2 separate regions of the Oryctolagus cuniculus genome follow, and region 2 is linked to region 1. A link is a contact called in public Micro-C data. All regions are on one chromosome and are shown on one strand. Each heading gives the region's core, a stretch centred on a gene start, on an enhancer-like site or on the middle of the called end of the contact. The rest is flanking DNA. Distances are from core to core; before and after follow the strand shown.

Region 1 (7,173 bases), core at 2,325-4,824:
CTTGGGTCCCTGCACCTGGGTGGGAGACCCAGAAGAAGCTCTTGGCTCCTGGCTTCAGATCAGCCCAGCTCTGGCCATTGTGGCCATTTGGGGAGTGAACCAGCAGATGGAAGACCTCTCTCTCTGTCTCTCCCTCTCACTGTTTGTAACTCTACTTCTCAACTAAAATCGTAGAAAAAAAAAAAAAAACAGGCAAGAACCCAACTCCTGAGCAACACCCTGCACTGGGGACCCTCGAAAGCCCAGGGCACATATGAAGGTGAACAGCTTGTGTTTATTTAAAATAACCTAAGTTGGGGCTGGTGCTATAGCATGGTGGGTTAAGCCTCCTCCTGCAGTGTTGGCATCCGATAAGGGTGCAAGTTCAAGTCTTGGTTTCCCCACTTCCAATCCAGTTCCCTGCTAATATGCCTGGGAAAGCAGTGGAAGATGGCCCCTGCACCCACGTGGGGGACATGGATGAATCTCCTGGCTCCTGGCTTCGGCCTGGCCCAGCTGTGGCCGTTGTGACCATTTAGGGAGTGAGCCAGAGGATGGAAGATGTCTCTCTCTCTCTCTGCCTCTACCTCTCTATAACTCTGCCTTTAAAATAAATAGGTCTTTAAAAAATAAACTAAGTATACATGTATATATGCATGCATCTTTAGACATCTGTATATTTATCTGTACAAATATAAAATCACTCGCTGACTTCCCCACAGCTGTTGCAATGCAAGACAACTTATTCTCTTTAATCCTATTATTCGGCTATATTAGAGACAGGTGACCAGAGACGACCACAGCCAAACTCAGGGCCAGCAGCTACCCCCTGTTGTCCTGAGTCTTGCCTCAGCCTCTTGGCTCACACCTACAGGGACCTGCTGGGGCCCACAGGTGCCAACCTCTGCGTGCTTCTAACCTTGCTGAAACCCTCCGCAGCTTCCCGCCATTTCACTGTGGTTAGAAGAGCAAGTCAGCCCCCACTCCCACAGGGGCATCCCCACCAGGAGCTTGCGCCTGGCATCCGCAGCCGAGGTTGTCTGAGAACGGAAGCTCCCCCGTGCAGGAGCTGGCGTCCCCAGGCAGGGCCGCCCACGTCAAGGAGCCGCTTCCTGGTGACCCCAAGGATTCTATTCGGAGCCGCGGTAGTAAACACGCAGGAGCGCCTCTCCTGACGTGGCAGATAAGCCTCAGGGTCATGGCCGCTCACTTCCAGCCCCGGCGGAAGCCACCCTGGGGAGCAGGGCGAGGCGCAGCTCTCCAGGGCCAGCACTCCCGGGAGAGGCGCAATCTCCCAGGGGACCTCTGGCCCAGCGGCTGCGTTAAAGGGCACCAAACCGCGGCGGGCCCTGCGGTTGGCCGGGGGAGGGTGAGTGGGAAGGGCAGCTCCAGTGACCACAGCCACCGTGCGTTTGAGCACATCTGAGTCACTTCCAGGTGACCCTCAGAAGAGACATAAATAGACTCTTTGAAGTGCCGGTCCCTGACAAAGCAGCGTGTGCGCTCTTCCGCCTCCGTCCCTCCTCCCACGCCCTCTTCCTTTCGGTGAAAGGAAAACACATGGAAATGACAGGGAAGGGCCACCAGGCCGAAGTTCTGTGTGCTTGACCGTGCACTGAGGAGGGCACTGAGGCCCAAGGTCCCTGCCAAGGCCGCAGAGGGATGTATGTGTCCAGTGCCCGGGCGCAGGGATACAAGACGCTGCCGACCCTGCCATTCCAGACATCTTTGGCTCGTTCGTTCGTTCATCCACTGCGCATGGACAGAATGCGGGCTGCGGGCAGGTGCCGTGAGGTCCACTGAAAACTCAATGGTGAGCTGACAGCTGGGATCCCTGCCTTCAGGAAACTTCTATTCTACTTGGGGAGACCCACCAGGAACAAGTCACAGACACCAGTCAGCCATCTCATGCAACTCACAGAAAATTAAATACATGCGAGGGAGACCATCATCATAGGGGTAAGCACCCACATAGGCCCACCCGTGACGCACAGTTAAACGTGAATCTGGACTGATGAGCTGGCTGGGTGACGGGCACGGAGTGCAAAGCAGGGATCATCTCCCAGGATCCACCCCTCAGGGCTCCTTGCAGGGGCTGACCTTCTGAGGGTAGTTCTGTTTGCACAAAGGCAACAAAGGCCTGGATGAAGAGCCCAGGTGTGGGCCCACGCCTCCGCCACTTACCCTGTGTCCAGTCTGGGACCGGCCCAAGAGCACCTCGGAGACATCCAGACCGTCAAAGTGCCGGCCTTGGGGCAGGCTGGCCCCAGCCAGGGCTACCACAGTGGGGAAAATGTCCAGCACGCTGCAGAGAAGGAGAACCACATTAGCCCAGCTCTCTGACTCCTCCCTGGCCCTGCCACAGTTGAAACCCACCGGACCCAGCCCAGACAGGCACTGACAGCCTCCCACATGGCCGCTCTCCACGCCTGTGTTTCCTCCAGGTTCTGCTCCTCCGAGGGGCAGAATGTGCAGTGGTTCAGCAGCCAAGCTCTGCGGCCTGAGTTCAAATCCCAGCTGTATCAGCTCAATGCCTCAGTTTTCTAGTCTCGAAAATGGGCGTGATACTAAATGTGCTTGTCTCACAGGGTGGCCATGTGGATGAAAAGGGAAGACCCAGAGAAGCCCTGACACTCAGAAAGTGGTTATTGAATGTCTGCATTACAGCTCACAGGGGCACACCATGAGGAAGGGGTTCTGCACATCACCAACGAGGCCACAGCCACTTGATTTGAGGGAGAGCTGTGTGACAGGTGTCACCAAGAGAACGCTCACTTCATTTTGCATTGCCTGGGTCTCTACTATACATAGTCTTTGTTTAGGATGTCTTGATACAGCAAAGACTCCATCCCCTTTATTTTAGCAAATTTGCGCGTTACGGAAAAGTGAATGCTGTGGCAGGCCATGTCTGGTCTGGCAGTCGAGGTGCTGGTTGAGATGGCACTGCAGTGCCTGGTTTAACTCTCGGCTGCAGCTGTTCCTGACTGCAGCTTCCTGCCAGCACAGACCCTGCAAGACGGCAGTGATGCTCCAGTGAGTGAGTTCCTGCCACCCTCGAGGGGAACTGCATTGAGCTCCCAGCTCCCAGCCCGGCCCCAGCCCAGCCCCAGCCCGGCCCCAGCCTGGCCCCAGCTGTTGCGGGCATTTGGAGAGTGAAGCAGCAGATGGAAGTTCTTTTTCTTTGTCTATCTTATTAATTTTTTCTAAAGTTTTATGGGGGAAAAAGTTAGAACATTCAAAAATATAAAAAGAACAACACACACACAGTCCATCACCCAAAGACAGCTGTTGTTAATATTTTGGTAGATTCTGTTAATTTTTTTTTTTTTTTACAGTCAGCGGTGCAATTTTACTATACCATACGACACATCTCCCTCCAGTCTGCTCCACTCACGTAGGAAAAAACTCTTCAGCAAGAACAAAGGAGCGGCTCTTTCAACAGAGCCATTTGTCTGAGGACCCGGCCAACTGAGTCAGTGGGGCCTGGTGGAGCCAGGAGCCCGGGCCAACGGGAGGCTAGGCTTCCTCCAGGAAGAAGGCCGCGGTCCCTGTGGTGAGGCAGGCAGGAGACTTCAGACTCACGGCCAGGGAGGTCTTGAGGGCTACACCTCCCACTCTCCCCCTCCTGAGGACTGAAGTGGGACTCTCCACCTTTCAGGGGTGACAGAAGGCACCAGCCCACCCACCTCCTCCTCCTCTCTAGGGCTCTGCCTACAACCCCAGGCCAAACGTCTGCAGCACAGGGAGTGTTTCTGTTTGCCACCAAGCTGGTGGTTTATCTCTTGAGATACTCACTCCAGGAGCTGGCATCGCATTCAGATGCAAAGCCAAGGCGTGCAGAGTCAGCACTCAGAGTACAGAACAGTCCAGAAACCTGTCCAGAGTCCAAGGTACCCGCCACAAACCAGGGAAGCAAAGACGGCAATGCAGTCTGAAAAGGCCAGGGTGGTCTGGGGGTGTCGGTTTAAGTTCTTTCTACACTGTACCCCTAAGAGAGAGTAGCTTCACAGATGGGTCACATCACAGAGCAAGAAAAACAGGAACTGCGTTAGATGTTGAAATGGCTGGTATACTTTCTTTTTCCATCTGATTTTTTTCCCCCTCCATCATGAGGTTAGCATCCTAATTATATAGCACCAAGTCTAATGTTCACGGAATCCCAGTGTCTCAGAGTTTGGCAGGAACCTCAGAGGTACCTCGTCGACCCAGATCACGAAGAAAACCTCTCGCCCACGAGGAAAGCTTCCGCCCGCCCTGTGACTCATGCTGCTCCGGGCGGCCCAGTGCAGCACTGGCCAGCTTGGCTGTCAAAACGTCCTTAAGTAATGCATCGAGACAAGTCCCTGGAGTTCTCCCTGGAAGAGGGAGATGCCCCTGGCACACGCAGCCCCAATGCCACCGCCTGGCTCCGTGTGAACCTTGAGGAAGCATCCGACTGGCAAGGGCTCCCAGCAGTACCCCAGCTCCCCCAGACCTCAAATCTCAACTAAGAAATCGGTCCTGGGTTTCTTCAAAACCAGAAAGACCCAAACCAAACCAAACCAACTGAAAACCTGCACTGTCAAGTTCTCACATTCATTCGGAAGCTTGGCTTGGGGCACAGCCACAGCCCACCCTTTGTGGACAGGGGAGCTTCTTCCTCCATAAAACATGTATCAGGTAGACTGTGTGACTGCCGTGATACAAAAATGAATACATAATTAGTATATACTAAGCCATTTTATTCCACCTAAAAGTCCCCTTTTTCCCTTGCTATTATAAAAGAATTTTAAAATGTTCGAGGTCCCTAAGCATCCCTGTGTCTCTGACCTGACAGAGAAACAGCCCCGGCTTCTGACCAAGGAAGCTCCGCTCCCAAGGAAGACCTTTCGGCGATGAGAAGGGCTGGCCAGAGCCTGTGCCTGAAAGGCGAGGGCTGAGAGGCTGTCCCGGCAGCGGGCAAAGACTTCTTTGCAGGTTCCATCCCCCTGTGAACACACTTCATGAGGCCTCTTCTCCTCTCATGGCTGCAGCTCACAGGGGGAGGGACTTGCTCCCAGTGGAAGCCTGGGTGGGCTTCAGGGCACTGACAGAACTCAGGCGCCCTGCTGACTCGTCCTGGGGATGCAGGGAGGGGTCAGGGGAGGGGTGTCCTAGAGGCCCAGGATGTCTAATCTGGGAAAAAGGAAGTGAGAAGAGGCAGGAGCAATTCAGGAAGGACTCAGGTGCTGGGCCTAGAAGCAGCTCTTTTTGGTTTTCAATTTTTGTTTTTAATTATTTGTTAATTTATTTTAGAGGGAGGGAGGGAGGGGGCAAGAGAGAGTTCTTATGCACTGGTTCACTTCCCCAGATGCCCATATCAGAGCTGGACTTCCATTCCCATGGGGGTGACAGGGACCCAAGTACTTGAGCCATCACCTGCTGCCACCCAGGGTGTGCATTAGCAGGAGGCACTCCGGTGTGGGACATGGGAGTCTTAACCAGCATCTAACTTCCGGGCAAACTGCCTGCCCCGGGAGGGTTCTCTGTCCCTGGGGCACAAAGGCAATTCTCTTCCTGCACTTGGTTCTCAGCTTCTTCCTTGATTGCCAGTCCCTGTCATTGCCGCCTAGTCAAGCTAGGTCCCTACCCGACCTGGTCTCGGCCACACAGCAGGGATCTGAGTGAAGCCTGTGTCTGTGTTTGACCTGGTAGTTCCCCCTAGTCACCCCATGAGCAACCCTCATATCCCTCCTAGAGGCCAGCACAGCCCAATTTCAGGGAGAACACGGTCTCAGAGCATCAGGGGATGCCCAAAAGCAACCCACGCATATCCCTTCCAAAGCAGAGCCCAGAGGGGCCAGGAGTGGGCTTGGGGTGTGACCACCTCCCCATCCCCCCATTCCCACCGTCCACTGCCAGACCCGGGGAAGTGTGGCCAGGCTGTGTGGGACAGTGACGCCTAAACCACGGGGCACTGACGTGAACAGACTGCTTGCAGCTTCTGCTCCTGGGACCTGGGTCTGTGCCTCAGGACAGGACGGAGAGTGCTGAATCCCCCGGCTGCCTTGTGACTCCTCCAGACACATGAGGACAGCCACAAGACAGCCCCTGGACACTCTGCTCTCCCGGCTCGGCGGCAGCTTAGCTGTTTTCCAGATGCGGTTATCTCGGGTCCTTTCTACCGCTGCAGTCACCTCACACTGGCCCCAGTCCATCTCCGAGAGCCTGGTGCTCCTCCCTGAACAAGATGGGGACTCCAAGCTCGGCTGCAGGGCAGCCCTGCGCCTTCCTGAACGTGGCTAAGGGGAGGGGCACTCAAACGCTCGTTCTCAACCTGCCTGCTTTTGTCCTCGCAGGGGACATCTGCTGCTTCCTGGAAACATTTTGTTTATCCCGGCTGGGAGGAGGGGTGGCTTCTGGCATCTGGAGGGTAGAGGCCAAAGGTGCTACTGAACATCCTAAATTGCACAGGACAGTGCCCCACAGCAAATCATCTTTAGCCCAAAATGTCAATGATGACAAGCTTGAGAAACCCTGCATCACCGTTAACATTCTATTTATTTATTTATTTTCATTTTACTTGAAAGGCAAAGAAACAGAGGGAGAAATTAGAGACAGAGACAGTTCTTCCATCTGCTGGTTCAGTCCCCAAATGCCTATAACAGCCAGGACTGGGCCAGGCCAAAGCCAGGAGCCTGGAACTCAACCTGGGTGTCGCACGTGGGTGGCAGGAGTCCAAGCACTTGGCCACTACCTGCTGCCTCCCAAGATGTGCAGCAGCAGGAAGCTGGAGAGGAAAAAGAATAGCCGGGTGTTGCGCCCAGCATTCTAATACAGGATGCAGGCGTCCCCAGTGGCAACTTCACTGCTGCACCAAACTAATGGCTACCCCTGCATTAGAGTCTTAGATCAAAACACCTATCACGACTTTCCCACGGGCTCCCAAAGCTCCTCCATACCAGGGGTTCCTATCCGACTGGCTCACAGTCTGTCTCCCCAGTCCCTGGAGCAATGCTGCACCCACAGGTGGACACAACAGACGCCTGTAGAATAAATGAATTGTCCCCATTCTGAGTTGTGTCACAGGACTTTGGGAACAAGTCACATGCAAGCCCTTTCTCTAATCTTTTCCTTACATCACCTGGGTGCATACCTGAATCCCAGTGATGGTTATCTCTAAAAGAGAACAAGAAGCAGGCTAGCTTAGCCTGGTGGTTAGGATGCCTGTGTCTC
Region 2 (7,303 bases), core at 1,653-4,152, 110 kb after region 1:
CATGTGACATCCCTGCCTTGCCAGACAGCACCGAGAGAACACACGTGGTGGCCGTGGATTTCCTTCATTTCCACAGCCGTCTCGCGAGTCCACTCAAGAACGCGCACGCTCACACCCGGGCACTTCGACACCCTGCAGTCACTGGGTTCCTGCTCTGCATCGCTGACTCCCGTCCTCAGTCCCCACCGTACCCCTGCGCTCCAGACTTACGTGAAGGGACTTCAGAATGTTCCTGGACAATGAGATACAACGATGTTTGTTTTGGTTACAAAACAAAACAAAACCTTGAAATCCACAGACCGCTTTGGCATCCAACACATTTTTCCAGGATTTTCTGAGCTTGCCTCACGTATGCACGCATGGGCAGGACCCAGATGGCCTGCAGAGATCTGGATCCTCCTCCTCAAACCTGCTGCTCTGCATGTCCAATCGGCTCTGCTCTCTAAACACATCCAGAAGCCGACTGCTTTTGCCAGCTCTACCAGTAAGCACCCTTTGCCAGGCAAAGACAGTCTTGGCCAGGTTATCACAGCAAGGCTCCAGATGCCCTGCCTGCGTCCACTCTTGCTACATGCCACCCCCACCTGAATTTTCTAGACAGCTGCCACAGTAATCCTTCCAAGGCACAGGCCACGCATAAATCCTTAACATAAATCCTATGTGAGCTGCCTGATGCCATGAGGTCTCCCTTGGCTCCAGCTACGTCAGCCTCACAGTGGCCTCAGGCCTCAGCACTGTTCCCTTTGCCTGGTGCAGCCCTTCCTTAGATGTGCCCAGGGTATGACCCTTCAATGTGCTCGCTTCCAAATGTCACCTCCCTAACAGCCCTACGCAGGACACTACCGTTTCTGTCCCCTTACTCTCCCTGTTAGGATTGTTTGCGTTTCCTCCTCCACTAGCTCTCACTAGTGTTACAGAGTTGGCTTTGTGTTCACTGCTACGTCCCCCAGACTTCAAGTACAGCATGGCGTACTGTAGGTGGCACTTCATAAATACTGTTGAACCAATGAGTGACTTCTTTGTTTTTTCTCGGTCCCTTTTATCACCCCTGTAACTACAAAGGGGGAAAATGTTCCTATGTGTGATTATAGCTTGAGAGCTGGGTGGCTCTGAAGCTACTGGATGTCCCTAGGACACCGAAAACATTGTGCTCAAAACCTACGGGGTGGGTGCCGGCGCTGTGGCACTACCAGTTAGCCACAGCCTGCAGTGCCTTCATCCCTTGTGGGCGCCAGGTTCAAGTTCCAACTGCTCCACTTCTGATGCAGCTCCCTGCTAATGCGCCTGGAAAAGCAGTGGAAGATGGCCCAAGTCCTTGGACCCCTACACCCAGGTGGAAGACCTGGATGGAGTTCCTGGCTCCTCGCTTCAGCCTGGCCCAGCCCCGGCCATTGCAGTCATTTGGGAAGTGAACCAGCCCAGCGGATGAAAGATCTCTCTATATATAATTCTGTCTTTCAAATAAATAAATAAATCTTAAAAAAAAAAAAAAAAGCTATGGAATCCACATTTGCAGACAGGTCTCAGGCGCCCAGCTGCAGGGCCGCATCAGCTGGAAGCACACACTCATACCCACGAGCTGGGCAGGAGTGGACACCACGCTGGGTGCGCAGAGGAAGGGCTGTGGGCTTTCACACACTACCCAGCACGTTTTGTTTTGAACTTTACCTTTCTCCCAAAGCCCTCTCTTCTTTTCATGCTGCTTTTTCAGACGACCCTAACTGGCAGCCAGTGCTTTTCTGGACAGTGCGGCTCTCTGCCTTTGGTGTTAAGGTAGAAGCACACAGACTGATTTCTCTGCCACCGGGGGTGGCTCCACTTGAATAGGACAGGCGGCAACAGAAAACTGAATGTGATAACCCCTCTGTAAACAACCTGGAGGAAGTGGTTGGGCTTTTGGCTAGTGTATTTGATTTTCGAGGAAACACAGTGACAGCGATGCAGAACTCAGAACTGGGAAGACGTGGGGGCTGGTCCCCTTTTTGCCAGGGGTTTAAACACACACAAGTTAACTTAGCTCCTGCAGGCTCGTTTTCCTTCTCCGTGACAGGGGCTACACAAACTCCACATTTACACCTCACAACTCTGCTTTCCAAAAATGAAAATGCAGTTAAAGGAGATACCAGGCTGTAGGCAATGACAGGGGAGATTAAACATCTGCAAGAACAGCAAGATTCAACCTTAGTCAGCACTGAACCCAGAAGCCTTCACCCGGCCACGCCCCGTCAGCGCGAATCTCTATCAATTCAGTTCCATGGTCCACCTTTCCCGGGCACTAGAGAGGTGTAGCGATCCGGAGCCGCGCTGTCCAACACAGCAGCCACAAGCCACGTGGGGCTGCTGAGCCCTCGAGTGTGCGTGCTATTGTGCAAAATCTTGCCGGATTCTGAAGACTTGGCAGGGAAAAAAAGCATTTACCAATCTATTGATTACATGTGGAAATCGTAAATAAATGATTAATTCCACCTGCTTCTTTTTGCGTTTGCTACTGCGGCCATGAGAAAAATTAGCCCTATCTCCTCCTCCGTGGCTTGCGCTGCGTTTTTATTGGACGGTGCCGCTCTGGATCCAGAAGCTTGAAAGTGACTAGGATTCAAACTAGCAAACGCAGCGCTTCGCAAACCTCTGGGCGAGAACCGACTCCACTCACTGCTCCGCGGCCGGCGCCATCCTGATTCTCCGAGGCCGTGCCCAGCGCGCACACGGGGGACCCGCAGCGGAGGCTGCGGCGGAGGCGGGCACCCTGGGTCTCTGACGCCAGAGGCGGCGCGGGCCGCAGACCCCTGCCCACACACACCGCCGAGCAGTCCCTGCGGGCGGAAACAGGTGGTGCGCGGGCCGCAGGCGGCTGCTGGGCCCGCACCCGCCGGGCGCACCCAGGGACGGCGACGCGCTTCCTGCCGGGAGGGCCCGGGCGAGCGCAGGGCCGGCTTTAGCGGCCCCGCGGCTGCCTGCTTGGATTTTAGCACTCGGGCTCCGAGGAGGGAGCCGCCCGGCCGGGCCGCGCCGAGGGCTCCACATTTCGAAGTATTCCTCAGGGCGGCCTGTGCCTCAAGAGCAAACCGAAAACCAGCTGGACAAGAACTGACTGACGGGCAGTCCTTGCCAGATTCTGCTTAATCCTCACCATGAAGTGTCTGGGCCGAAACGCCAACGTTTAACCCTTCCCGGGGCTGCGGAGATGGTAACCGGCAGCGCCGGGAACAGGATCGGTATTCAGACAGCGGGAAGTTGTCTTTGCCAGGTCAATGCCTTGTTTGTTCTGCATTTTCAGAGAAAAACCTGCCTGGGCTTCTGCTGTTATTTAGTGAAAATCACTTTTTAAAATGACAAAGATTTAACTATAATTGCAGTAAACAAAATGTATTTTTAAAGTTAACCCTTAAAAATGGTCCAAAAGTATGTAAAATTAGCTACACACAGTATTTACATGGATTGCTGAATAAATGTCTATTCTATAAATTTAGCTTAGTCCAATTTTAACTAGAATTAGATTGTAAATTTTTTATTCAGGGCCAGCACTGTGGCGCAGTGGGTTAAGCCACTGCCTGCAGGGCCAGCATCCCATATGGGCACCAGTTCGAGTCCTGGCTGCTCTACTTCCAACCCAGCTCCCGGCTAATGGCCTGGCGAAGCAGTCTAGGATGGCCCAAGGGCTTGGGCTCCTGCACCCACATCGGAAACCAGTAAGAAGCTCCTGGCTCCTGCCTGGGCCAGTCCTGGCCGCCGAGGCCATCTAGGAAGTGAACCAGGGGATGGAAGATCCGTCTCTCCTTCCTCCACAATTCTTTCAAATAAATAAACACATCGTTCTAAAAAAATTATTTATTCAAAAGGCAGAGACAGAAACAAGATCTTCCATCTGCTGGTTCCCTCCCCCAAATGCCTGCAACAGCTAGTAGGGCTGGACCAGGCTGAAGCCAGGAGCATAGAACTCCAGGTCTCCCACATGGGTAGCAGGGACCCGAGTACTGCAGCCATCACCTGCCGTTTCCCAGAGCACAAGCTGGAACTGAGCGCACAGCCTGGGATGTGGGCATCCCAAGTGCATTTAACCGCTGTGCTCAACACCAGCACCTACTGTACTGTTTCACATTCAGTGTTGTTCCTGCTCTCTCACACTGCAGAGTAGGCACAAGCAGACTTCCTATTTATAGCTTACCCAAATAACTAATCCCCAGTATATTCGCCTAGGCAAAGATGCGTCTTCTAGGTTTATGAATAATGCTGACCTATACGACTAAAGCGGTGCTAATCTTGTAGGAACATTAAAGGAAATAAAATAGAATGGATAACTAAAAGTAATTATTCAAGGAGGAAATTAAGCTTGTCACAGTATCCATAAAAGTCCATGCTCCACTGGTTCCCTGCAACATCAGATGACCAAGTAGTCTCTCCTCACTTAATTGTAAACGCAAGCGTCCTTTTCGGAAATGCTGTAGAGGGGTTTAAGTAGGGGCGAACCCCAAGGAAACCTCCAATGCAGTCGTAACATATTCTTGAAGTAACAGTGTATACCATCTTAAGAAAGAACCATGTCTTCAAAATGCAGGAATAAACTCCCCTCCCTGAAGTCTGGTGAGGTGGGAAACGCTGCCTGCTCCCGGCATTCAGTAAAACGATACACTGCAGTTTCCGAACGTGCAGAATACGCTGCTGTGGCTGAGCTGGTCTGCCAAGCCTGAGATTCCCAACCTATCACTAGTGCGTCAGCTGGCCGTGTGTCTACAGCCTGACACAAGCCGAAACGGCACTCAGAACACCCACAGTAAGCCTGTTCCACTCTCCCCCGACTCAAACATTTCACAATGCCAGGCAGTGAGAGATACTGTAGGCATAAAGCAGAAACCTGCTCTACACCCAGAAGAGTGCACCCCTGCCCAGCGTTAAGCACCATGGCAGATCGCCTGTAAGGCCCTCTGCACAGGAAGCTGAGGTTCAGCGCTGCTGTTCAGTCCCCCGTAAACACTCAGAGCCGCTCAAAGCCGATACAAGCAGTGGCTTCTTCAGGGATCAGCTGACCACCACCAAGGGAGGCGAAACCCAGAGCACAGGGGAGCTCACAGGTGAGAAGGGGTATGCACAGAGGATGCGAGCCCACCGAAGTCCCCAAATATGCTTGCGCCAGGCCTAACGCACAGCAAGCAGCTCTTCTAGAAACAGCATCTCTCTGGGAATTATGTTGACTGGTTCCATGGGCCATATACAGGTATTTTTTTTTTTAAAGATTTATTTATCTATTTGAAAGGCAGCGTTATAGAGAGGCAGAGGGAGAGAGAGAGAAGTCCATCATCTGCTGGTTCACTCCCTAAATGGCTGCAACGGCTGGGGCTGCCAGGTCTCCCAGGCGGGTGCAGGGGCCAAGCACTTGGGCCATCTTCCACTGCTTTCCCAGGCCACAGCAGAGAGCTGGATCAGAAGAGGAGCAGCCAGGCCACAGACCTGTGCCCTTATGGGATGCCAGCACTGCAGGCGATGGCTTTACCTGCTGTGCCACAGCAGCCCCTGTATGCAGCTATCTTTAAAGTATTTATTTACTTACTAGTTACTGCTAGTCCTAGCTCTCTGGTGAGGCATTTGCAGAACAGAGGTGATGTGCTCACTGCCACAGCCCAGGCTAGTACGACAGAAGATGAAGAGCTGACCGGGTTTTTATTGCTCAGAGGGAGCCTCCCTTCCATTCTGGTGCTCTCGGGCAGGCTCCGACTCAGTGAACAGTCTGTTCCAATGAAGGACTCCCAGAGGAAAGCATCATGTGCGAGTATTTATTTTAATTACTCCTATTTGAAGGTCCTTATTTTTGGAGAATGGCGAGGCATTTTACTATCCACTCCCTCCAGTCCTTAAAGGCTTCGGCAGGTTTCGGTAAATTCACATTATCCTCACGACTATGTCTTGGAGCAACGACCGGGGTGCTGGCAGAGTCGTCATCGATCCACTTCACGAGGGCCTTGAAGAGCAGAGAAGACTCGGATTTTAACAAATCACAGCAGGACAGGTTCAGGCGAGGGGAGGACACTGGCTCCTAGATCAGGTTATCTAAACTGTGACTTACACTATGCTGTGACGATTCTGCATCTGATAAAGATGGTTATGAATATAAAACACTGTCTAGGATACACTGAGTGAAACAGCGTACACCAAAACTACACAAACCATAATTATAAATTACAGTCCAAAGTATGCATAGGAAAAAAGATGAAAAGAAATATACACCATACACAAAACACACAAATTCTTCTACTGTGTTTTTAGGGCAGTAGGATAATTAATGCTCTTCTTCGACTTGCTAACTATCCCACAAAGCACTACGGTGCACCTTACTTTGGCATGTACATGTTCAGTGTCCACAGGCATGGGCAGACATAGGTATGTGGGCACACGTGCAGACTGAAGTAGTCACCCCCGTGAGCAGCCACATGAAGATAAACTGGCATGTGTGGGCATGTGTGGCACACACAGAGACACTGAGATTAGGGACTCTCACTCTTCCTCCTTAAAGGTCACCCTTTACTGCCAGCGCCCGTATCTCTTCACATATTTGAAAACGTAAATCATGTCCACAGTTACGTGGTGTAAAGAAGCGAACTTTGTCACACATGTCAGCGTTGTTTCTGTTCTGCAAATCAAGCTTTCTTGCCCTAAAGGGATGAGAAACAGAAACTTCTCCCATCATTTCTGCCTGCACTACACTTACAAAGCAGCCGCAGGCAAGCTCAAGTTTTCAAGAAAGGTATTTCTCTGCATGTTTTTTAAAACCACAACTTCCTGCTTATCTTTTACACTAATTTCCTCTGATAAATTATAGCTGTAGCCAAGGACCTAATAGAAAATGTCAGTTTTCTACTTGGATAACCACTTCCCCTCCCTCCCCGCCTCCTCCCCCAACCCCAATTTACTTTGTATCTTTCTACAATGCTGAAGCCAACAGCACACTGCAGCTTGCGTAAACAGATAGGGCAAAGATTTAGAGGGCGCCGGTCAGCTTCTTCTAGGTGGTTGGAGCCTTGCATCAAGCATGCGAGCCACTGGCAGTGCCGCAGTCCAAATATATGTCCGATCTCGTGGGTTACAGTCTGCAAGACATTCACACTGAGGCTCTGTGGTAACACTACACTGTGACAGTCCTTTTCATTCTCGCTTTTCCAAGAAACAGATCGACAGAAATCAATTCTCTTATCCTCATCACCAACACTTCACTCTGCCCACATCTTCAAAGAGTTAACCTCTCATTTCCTTCAGTGCCACTACCACCCTTAACCACAGGCACGTGCCTGGACAGGTCCTTCCGTGCTGTACAAGC

What was found. Hi-C and Micro-C count contacts between places; a contact is called where the count stands out from the background.
Region 2: a Micro-C map of ear pinna shows a contact between it and region 1, with 4 times the contacts expected there. The contact joins the promoter of ARSG here to the enhancer-like site in region 1. A contact is called at or near these places in 4 of 6 Hi-C or Micro-C datasets (ear pinna, psoas muscle, skin fibroblasts and 1 more).

Annotation. Positions count from the first base shown.
Region 1 is chr17:11,256,082-11,263,254 of mOryCun1.1, forward strand. ARSG (arylsulfatase G) reads right to left here. Exons shown (of 12, transcript XM_051825882.2): 10 at 2,164-2,284. Among named protein-coding and RNA genes, the nearest start is that of WIPI1, 54 kb to the left of the region's middle. Within about 2 kb of position 3,575, at least 3 of the 8 cell types and tissues checked have an H3K27ac peak or open chromatin away from gene starts, as enhancers often do. A contact at or near this core is called in ear pinna, where this site is marked.
Region 2 is chr17:11,371,194-11,378,496 of mOryCun1.1, forward strand. ARSG (arylsulfatase G) reads right to left here and starts at 2,903. Exons shown (of 12, transcript XM_051825882.2): 1 at 2,624-2,903. It overlaps AMZ2 (archaelysin family metallopeptidase 2), which reads right to left. Exons shown (of 10, transcript XR_011383406.1): 9 at 6,900-7,076; 10 at 5,752-5,950.